Regions from separate parts of the Sus scrofa genome. Here region 2 is linked to region 1. The links are chromatin contacts, called in public HiChIP or PLAC-seq maps. All regions are on one chromosome and are shown on one strand. Each heading gives the region's core, a stretch centred on a gene start, on an enhancer-like site or on the middle of the called end of the contact. The rest is flanking DNA. Distances are from core to core; before and after follow the strand shown. Region 1 overlaps CHCHD6 (MICOS complex subunit MIC25). Region 2 overlaps CHCHD6 (MICOS complex subunit MIC25).

The links. HiChIP or PLAC-seq counts read pairs in DNA pulled down with a chosen protein or histone mark.
Region 2: an H3K27ac HiChIP or PLAC-seq map of alveolar macrophages shows a contact between it and region 1. The contact joins two enhancer-like sites. A contact is called at or near these places in 1 of 5 promoter capture datasets (fetal skeletal muscle), 1 of 47 Hi-C or Micro-C datasets (skeletal muscle) and 1 of 2 datasets of contacts at active chromatin or transcription factors (alveolar macrophages).

Annotation. Positions count from the first base shown.
Region 1 is chr13:73,120,585-73,125,324 of Sscrofa11.1, reverse strand. The region is part of intron 6 of CHCHD6 (MICOS complex subunit MIC25); the gene reads left to right. Among named protein-coding and RNA genes, the nearest start is that of PLXNA1, 24 kb to the right of the region's middle. Within about 2 kb of position 2,469, at least 11 of the 83 cell types and tissues checked have an H3K27ac peak or open chromatin away from gene starts, as enhancers often do. A contact at or near this core is called in alveolar macrophages, where this site is marked.
Region 2 is chr13:73,252,075-73,256,814 of Sscrofa11.1, reverse strand. It overlaps CHCHD6 (MICOS complex subunit MIC25), which reads left to right. Exons shown (of 10, transcript XM_021069811.1): 1 at 1-1,973. The coding sequence starts at 1,887. Among named protein-coding and RNA genes, the nearest start is that of CHCHD6, 8.5 kb to the left of the region's middle. Within about 2 kb of position 2,109, at least 71 of the 83 cell types and tissues checked have an H3K27ac peak or open chromatin away from gene starts, as enhancers often do. A contact at or near this core is called in alveolar macrophages, where this site is marked.

The sequences.
Region 1 (4,740 bases), core at 1,220-3,719:
TGCTTTTGCTGGGGCTGACATGGCAGAAGTGACTGGTTCTTGGCCCAGGAGTCTACATGGATTCCATGTGGGGCAGGCCGTGGCAACTCCTATACTGTCTGTGTGCATATGCACTAGGTCTCTGCAGTGGGTCACACACGGCACTACGGATGGTGAAGCCATCCTGGGCTTCACCAGATGGACAGCTTCTCCTTTGAGGGTCCTGCTCATGCTCCTGCAGGCAGCAGGATGGGGGCCTGGCACTCGTCTGATGCATCCTGCATCCTGGGCGCCTTGACCATGTCATCTTGCTCACTGTCCTTGTTCTGCATGCGGTAAAGTGGAGAGTCATGCCATGAATGGGCCTCCTAAGGGGATGGTGGTAATGAGCAGGAGCACCATGTCACCTGGGTCCAGCCCCTGCCAGTGCTCCTGGGCCTCCTGAAGGGGCGAGTGCCCAAGCCTTCGGGAGTGCCAGCCCTCTAGTGACGGGAGCAGACACGTTTCAGCACAAGGGCCCTAGAAGCAGTGCATTTGGTCTGTGAACAGAAATCCTTGCCTGGTTGATTACCCTTAACCCCGAGTGCAGGGGGAGGCTCATCTCTGCCCCATTTCATGCAGCTCTCAGCCTCTTATACCAGCCTGTCTCTCGTGTGCACAGCGGGGTGGGTGCATGTGCCAGGGGACAGGGTGGAAGGTGCCTTGGCTGGTGACAGCTGTGGCTATGACAGCGCAGAAGGCGGGAGCTGTGTCGTCATAGACCTGGGTGACAGGGGGATAAAGTGGGGTCCCCCAACCATCCGGCTGATCTTTGTGCACATTTCCTTTGACTCCGAGAATAAATTGATTTCTGTTTGAGGATTTTCAGAGATAAGCAGGCCTTTATTTCACCTAATTCAACAAAGATTAGCTCCTGCTTTGTTCAGGAGCCCTCGACTCTGACTTCTCGCACCCCGTCTCCACCTCTGTAACTGCATGTGTGCTGTGTGCTAATAACACTGTAAGTGATGGACTTTGAAAATCCATGCAGACCCGGAATGCCAGATTTGGTGTCTGCATATTGTTTGATTTGCTATTTACTGTTGTGCCTTGAAGTCATCAGTAATTACAATATCCAGATGGTTACGTATCACTACAATTTTCAAAATCAAAGGTAGTTTTGTCATCTGATTAGAAGAATAGTACATAAGTGTTAAAAACAAAAAACACCCAAATGATGCAGAAAAAAATTGTTTTTTTTTTTTTTAAGCCCAAATCTCCCCATGCTTAGTCTTGGTGAAGTTGCCATGAGTCACAGGCATGGACACACAGTTGGACGTCAGGACCCTGGGCTCATGGAGACACGCCTCAGCCCCTCATCCGTGTTCTGTGGACCATGCCTATGTCAGTAATGCAGACTTACACGTTCATTTTTAATAACCACGTCATTATTCCTTAGAATCAGAATTTATGTAATTGATCATTTATTGATGAATCTGGGAGAGTTTTCTGATTTTCTTACCAATGTAATGACAACTACGACAAACAGCTTTATGTGACATTGTGCACTTGTTTAAATCCTTCTGGAGGGATTTGTTGGGTCAAAGGACACACATGGGTATTTCTACATGTATATTTACATGTTTACATTTTTCCTGCTGGCTCTCCAAAACAGTGCAGGGTCTATAGCAGTTTTCACTCGACAATGATTCTGGATGGTGTCCATCTTCCCAAGCCCATACATGATTTTAACAATATTTCTAAATTTTTTTTTTGCTAATCTCAAAACCAAAACCAAACAAGAAAAACCTTTTACTTTCAAAACCCCTCGTGAGTTCCTTTTGTGGCTTAGTGGGCTAAGGACCTGACATTGTCTCTGTGAGGATGTGGGTTAGGGTTAGGATTAGGGGCCTCGCTCAGTGGGCTAAGGATCCAGTGTTGCTGCCCGCGGCAGTGTAGGTCGCAGATGCAGCTCAAATCCTGTGTTGCTACAGCTGTGGTGCGGGCCTGTGGCTGCAGCTCCAATATGACTCCTAGCCTGGGAACTTCCATATGTTGCAGGCCCTAAAAGAAAAAAAAAAAAAAAAAAGAAAAAAGAAAATCCCTCGTTTCTTCTGGTATCAGTGAGGTTAAACCTTTTCAGAAATTATAGACCGTTTGGATTTCTTCTTTTGTGAATGATTGACTTAAGGCCTTTGCTCTTTATTCCTTATTAGTTCTTTTTAAAAAGTCTTTGTGTAATGGTGTTGTTAATCTTTTATTTTTTTGTAACTTTTTTTAGTTTAATTTTTGCCCTTAGGAAGTTGATTTGGGGATAGGGACCTGGTGTATTTTTGTCGTGGTTCATTTTCCTGTTTGTGACTCAGGTTATATCATGAAGGTCTTCCTTCCCCCACACCTGTGTTTTTAGGACTAGCATTTCTCTGACTTATCCCCTAACATTAAGTCATGCTCCAGGACACCCCACTGCGTTTCTAAGGCGCAGGAAGTAAAGTACAGATCCACGTTTGTTCCCCCTTTGTCCATTACCAACGATGGTGTAAGAGTCCACCCAGTCATGGTTCATGTCCTTGGGTCTATTTCTAGACTCTTTCCCGGGGCCAATCCTGCATGTTTTAAACGTGTATAAAACAAACTGTGTGGCTGTAGTTATTTAAAATATTAAATATCCAGCAGAGCAAGTTCTTCTACCTTGGTGATCTTCTTCCAGGTTATCTTTCAGATGAATGTAGAATCAATTTGTCCAGCTTCCCCTTCCCTAATCCCAGCTGGAAAAAAAAAGAAAAAAAGGAAAATCTGGTGGGCTCTTTTTTGGGATAAATATATCCTTTTGAATACATACAGTCCTCCTAAATTGCCAGCCTTGTGTTTTATTTTGAAATCCTTTCAAAGCTATAGGGAGGTCATGGCAACGCACAAAGAGCTCTTGCCTTAACCCAGGTTCACAGTCGTGCACGTCAGAGTCTGTGCCCTTACTTCCTCCACTAAACAGAAAGGCTGTCTTTTCCTCACATGGTGACCTTTTGACCTGAAGATTTCCAGTCCACTGGGTATGTCCTGGGACTGTCCTCTGTGACTGTACACAGCCCTTGTGGTCAGGAAACCCTGCCTGACTCAGCCAGCCTGCAGGCACATCCTATGCTGCCTGGTTTGTGCTGCGTCTGTGTGGCCATGAGTCTCCTTCTTTTGGGACATTGCTTAGTCTTTCTGTCTCCCATGACTTTGACAGTCTTAAAGGGTACAGGCCTCTCCCTCTGAAGAGTGACCCAGCCTGGGTCTGCCCAATGTTTCCTCATGGCCAGACTTAGGCCGTGTGCTCTTGGCAGGAAGGTTCCTGGCACGTCCCATCCCCCACTGGGGATGTGGACCGTGACCCAGTCACACTGGTGTGTGCCAGGTCACTGTTCCACAGGCTGCATCCCCGTGTTTGATCCATTCTGTGGGAGGTACTCCAGGGTGCCAGGGTCCTGACCCCTTCAGCCCCTGCCTCCAGAAACAGCCGTCTCCTGAATCAGCCACCATGGTCAGGGTCGCCGCAGTGATTATTTCCACTGTTTCTTCTATATTTAAGAATCGATTTGAGGGAAGGCGTCCCTTCTCCTCCACTTAAGTGTTACTTTGTTGATGTTCCTCACTGGGTTTTAATAAATACCCTCATTTATGTTGATGTCTAGGATCTGGCCCCTTAGACAGACTCTTCTGCCCTTTTGACACATGGCTTCATGCTCTGAGTGGTCTTTACTCTCTGGCACAGGTGTTCTGGCCCCAAGTGCTGGAATCAGCTCTGTCTCCAAGGAGCCCTGTTCTGTTTGCCAGAGAATGGTGTTTAGAAACCAAGATCTGACACTGGGTGTGCTTGCTGCTGCTGGGGTGTCACTGTTTCCACATACTCCTGGTGAATGGAGCTGGGAACACTTGTGCACATGCACAGGCATGCGTGTTTACATATGTGAGTTCACATACACTGGTGCATGCATCTGTTGTGTATATAAAGTTCACAGCACTTCCTCTGAGTCAAGTCCAGTGCTAGGGTTCTTGTAGCTTCTCGGGTTTAGACTTCCCTGCTTGGACAGTGGGAGGCCTGGCTCCCATTACCCTCAGCAACTGTGTGCTCACAGCTGTCATTGAACTTTCCTGCTAATTGTGACCCCCACCCCCAGTTGCAGAGGCATAGCCCCCTTCCTCCAGCTTCTCCTCCTGGGAGGCCTGGGAGAGGTGTCCATCCTTGTGCTTCATCCTTGGTGACTGGGGGCTGACAGGAGTTAGGACATGGGGCACAGCCCCACTGACTGCTGCACGGCCTTGGGGTGACTGCATGCTGCTGCCTCCTGGCTTTGGCTTGCTCACCTTGGGTCAGCTGACATTGGGGTCCCACTGAACTCCAGGGACCACAGCAGACTCATCCTGTTGAGGGGTCAGTCCTGGTTCAAAGCTTCCATGAGACATGAGGAGGAGGCTGGCCATCCTGGGTGCTTCCTGCACAAAGGCCACAGTCCCTTCTGGCCCTTGGGGATAGGTGACACCCTGAGGGACCCCTTTGGGGTGCAGCCCACATAGTGACTCAGCCGTAGGGCCAGGGGCACCCCTCAGAGTACCCTTGGTTAACCACAGAAAGGCCTTCATGGTTTCTGAATGTGTAGGGGAGAACAGTTGAGGGTGGGAGGACCTGAAAATGGCCTCATCCAGCTCTATGCTAATCTTGTTTCTTCACTAAGATTAAGTTAGATTCATTGAGGAAACAGTTCTGCAGTTTGAAGGGCAGTGAGGGGTGGGTGGAGGAGG
Region 2 (4,740 bases), core at 860-3,359, 130 kb before region 1:
CTGGGTATAGGGCAACAACAAGTGGGCCCATCACAACACCTCGCCTCCCTGAAGCCTGTTTCCAGGCCCTTAGACAGAGGAAATACTCTCTCAGGATGGTTTCCAGGGCAAAATGAATTGGTCGTGCCAGGTTGAGCCTGGCAACAGGTGCTCAAACCATGAATTTCTCTTCCCTTCCTTTCCTCACTACTGCCTTTATTAAAATCCTCACCTTTTGATTCATAATGTCACATTCTCTTCACCTGTTTGCACTTCAGTTTTCTCTGTGATGTAGGAATTCGCAATTTACTGGGTGGTCATGAGCTCTGCTGGGGTCGGTGTGCCCCCCACTTTCAGTCCTGTGGGAGTCCCATTCTCTACCGGCATCTGCACGTGGTGGGGGTGGGGGGCCACACAGCCTCAGAGTCACCTGTGGCTCAGACTCTTGTCTTACTCATTTAGTTCAGTGGTTACTTGCTTCATCATCTGACTCAGAAATAAATCCATCCCTTTCCTCGTTTTTTATAACCCCCTTTTTCAGTCACAGGGTGTTCAGGAGACCTTGGAAAAGTGTGGAACATGTGGTGGATGCTGAAAGTGCCCCTTTCAGGTTTTTCACCAGCTGGTGAGGCCATCTCCTGGCTGCCAAGAGCTCACGTATGCCCTCTTCCCTGAGGGTGCTAATGACCATCTGCTGCGGGGGACAGAAGGTCAGCCCCTTGCCTCCCAGCAGGACCAATTCTGGACGTAATTTGTGCTCTGAGAGCCGTGGGGGTGACTTGAAGCCACTACCAGCTCTTGACATCTTCGCTTTCTCCTGAAGCATCCCCCCCATAAACCTCTTGCACCACAATCCCCACCTCAGCCTCTGCTTATAGTGAAGAAACAGATGAAGGGATGGAGAGAGATTTGCAAATTAAAGTATCCTGAAGGAAACCAGCTGATGTCTTTGCTCATAACCCCCCTAGCGCCCCTACCCCACGTCCAAGGCCAAGCTGTGGTCATCTCGAAGCGTCTCTCTCTCTCTTCCACACTGTTCTCCTTACCCCTGCGTCCAAGTTCTAAAAGGCTCCAAATGATTCTTTTCTTGGAGCAGTCGGCTGTTTCCCAGTTCATGATCCCAACTCGGCCCCAGGCCCACTTTGGCGAATCAAAGCCAGTCGGCAGCTCAGAGAACAAATGGGCTTCGTTCAGGGCACGGCTGAGGGCAGGGCACTTCGTTCAGGGCACTCGGAGCCGCCTGAGTGTCCGTAAGCCTAGGACCACGCGCTGTCCTCCGTGGGCCTTTAGGAAGCACTGGAGCCGCTCACCAGGCCCGCGGCTCTGCCCCTTCCGCTCTCCGGCAGCGCTGGGCTGCTCCTCCCTCCGCCAAGCGGAGCCCTTCTTGCCGGGCCCTTGACCGGGGGCCCAGCACAGTCCTTCCCTCACATCGCGGGCTATTCTCCCCCAGAGACGGAGCTCCAGCTCCGAAGGTAAAGCAAGCGCCTCCCGCCAGCTTCTCGCCGGGCAGCGAGACGCCGCCGTTTTCCTCGGCGTCCAGGAGGCTCCTCAACAGGCCGCTCGCCGACTGTTCACCATTCCCTCCATCCCGGGTGTCCTCGGCCGGTCAGCGCTCCCCGGCTGCTCCGCACGGTTTGCTGACGAACCTGCAGCGCCTCGGCCGGTTCGGCGCTGTCCTTGCCCCCTCCGCTCGGCTCGTCAGCAGGCCTCCCAACCCGCGGTCCGACCACGCACATTCCCGGCTCCTGCGCCTGGTCCAGCCGGCGCCGCCGCCAGACTACAACCGCCACAATGCCTTGCGGCCCGCCCGCGATTGGCTGAGCCCGGCGGCCGCGCCCAATGGGACGCTGCGTTGTTGGCAGGTGGCGCCGTCCGGAAGAGCCGGCGCGCCAGAGCCGCCTCCCGCCATGGGCAGCGCGGAAAGCAGCGAGGGCCGCAGGGCGTCTTTCGGGATGGACGAGGAGGAGCGGGTCCGGGTGCTGCAGGGCATCCGGGTGAGCGGGCGGCCGGAGGGCGGGCGTGGAGGCGCCGGGCGTTCCTCAGCGGCGAGAGGGACGCGACCTCGGAGCGCGCCCGCAGGCTCGGCCGCTGCCAGGTGGGAGGAGGAGCGGACGCCGGGGCGGGGCCTGTTGTCGGGACCCGGATTCGATGCCCTCGCTGCCCGGGGACGCCACGCCTGTACGAGGACGACGAGCCGCTTACCTCTCCCACAGCTTCCCGTGCCAGTTTCCCCCTTCCCCTCTCCCGCCCCTGTTCACTGGCCTCAGGGCCTTCTTGCCCCTTGGGTTGCGGGTCTGTTGGGCACACGACCTCCGCACGGGCTGTGTCGGCTCGTGCGTTCTTGTGGGAGCTCAGATGTCACCTCAGTATCTTTCCCTGACCATTCAGTCTAAAGTGGCCGCCCCCCACTCCCATCCCCGCGGTTTCACAGTTGTTTTTGTCCGAGGGCTCATCACGATGAGAAACTTCTATTGATACTTGACTTTCCTGTTGTGTTTCCCGCTGCTGGGTAAGCTCCAAGGCTCTTGCCTGACTCCAAACCCTATCCCCAGAGTCTAGAGGAAGAATAAAAGCAGCTCACATCCGAGTGCTTAGTGGGGATCTTTTCATTTAATTCTCAACAGCCCTTTAGAAGTAGGATTCGGTTTGCTCATTTTATGGGTTGAGAACCAGGCACTGAGGTACTTAGCCAAGGTCACCTGAGCAACAAGCTGGCGAGCTGGGTTCGAGCTCCGCTGACTCAGTGTCCTGTTGGTTCGGTGCCCTGCTTCCTGCATCTGTGCCTGGCACAAGGCTGGTGCTTTGTAAACCATTGCTAAATGATTAAATGGATGAACCCAGTGAAGCAGGTACGGAGCTTAGGTGAATTAGTTGATTATGGAGGTGGCTCAGAAAAGGACATTAGGAAGTCTGACTTCCGGATAGATGCTCATTAGTTGTGTGACCTGGGATGAACAACTTATCTTTTGAGTCTCAATCACCACATCTTTTAAAAAATGAGAGGAGGCTATATAATCCAGGTGCAACCTAGGGTAAGACGATGTATGTGGACATGTTTAGGAAAAGTGCAGAGTGTTTGTGGGGGCCTCTTAGCGTAGCCTATTTAGTGCTTGCTAGGTGTTATCTAGTCTTGATCTGGCTCGTTGCAAAGACAGAATGAGGAGAAAATGTCTGTATTGGAAGGTGAGAGGCAGTAGCTGAATCAGAATATAGAAAGGTTCTCTGGGCCCTCTCCCACTGTTGTCACCTACATTGGGGAATGTTGGAAAATTCAGTCAGTCACAGTTTTCTAAGGGGATGTCCCCTAAATTAAAGGAACATCATCTTTTTTGGGTCTTATATCAGATGGGCATTTTGTTTCTAGGTCTTAGCAGTTCTGCAAAGACTGAATTCTCTTTTAAAATGGAGACTTAGGCTTAGCGACATTAAGGAACATGTCCAAGGTGTTACTTTTGGGACTTTAATCATTTGGGTACAAGAAACATCCTTTTCTCACTACTACAAGCCCCCTCCCATATGCAAGGCAATGTGAAGGTTGTGTAACAGCTCCTAGCTGTCCTGATAGGGCGCAGGTTCTATCAAGACTGTTAAAACAAGAGGGAGCTTTGGGCAGACCCATCAGAGACTATAAGTGCCTTGTCCAGAGGCGTACAGTTGGGGGCATGGCCCCATGCTATGAGAGCCCTTTGCTTTCTTCCTTCTCTTTCCTCTGTTCCTTCTGTCCACTCCTGACCCTGGCTTCAGAGAGGGAGACCAGAGAGAGGAGGTGATGGCAATTCAGAGTTGGTGTGAAGATTTTTCTGCAAAGTGGCTTGAGATTTGGGGAGTCCACCTTGCCTTAAAGCAAGCAAGTAAAAAATTGCTGGACAAGATCATTGAATGAACCAAAGGAGAAGTTCATTTAATAGAAGGTAGATGCCACAACAGAGCATTTGCCTGCTACTTCAGAGAAGGTTAAATTTTTTTTTTCCTTTTAATGGCCGCACCTGTGGCATATGAAAGTTCCCAAGCAAGGGGTTGAATTGGAGCTCCAACTTATACCACAGCCACAGCAACACTGGATCCCAGCTGCATCTGCCACCTACCTGCAGCTTGCAGCAAGGCTGGATCCTTGACCCACTGAGTGAGGCCAAGGATTGAATCTGAATCTTCAGAGAGACAACATTGATCTCTTAACCTGCTGAGTCACATCAGGAGCTCCTTTTTTTTCCTTTTAGGTTAAATATTCTTAAAGGCCCCTTGTATGTCATCCCCTAGCCTGGAAAGTACTCTTAATTTCCTTAAAATTAAATGCCTTGCTAGTTTGCACACTTATTTGCATAAATTTACGTATTTACTCCAAGATCTAATTCCGAGGAAGGTAAAGAAATTTAAGTAATGCAAAATGCTGTGTTCAGCTCCATTGTTCAGAGCAAGCATGTGTGAAATACATAAAGATTTCATTTCAGCCAGTATGTTTAATCTCCAGTAAGAGGAGGCACACACATGGTTATAGCACCTGGGTGTGACTGTCCTCTGCCCCACACACAGCCGTCTTTGGTGATTCAGCTGGAGTCGGCTGCTTGTCTACATCCAGACTCCTTGCTGCTCTCCGTCCTTTGCCTTCCAACCGCTCAGCTCCCTCTGCTCTTCCCAAGTCACTTCCCGAGGCTGCTGCTTCAGCTGTGTCCTCAGGCTCATCACACGCTCAAGTCTACTCTGCCTTTGCTCGTCACTCCACTGAGGCATGTGTGGACCAGTGTTGAGGGGAAGACCCAGGAA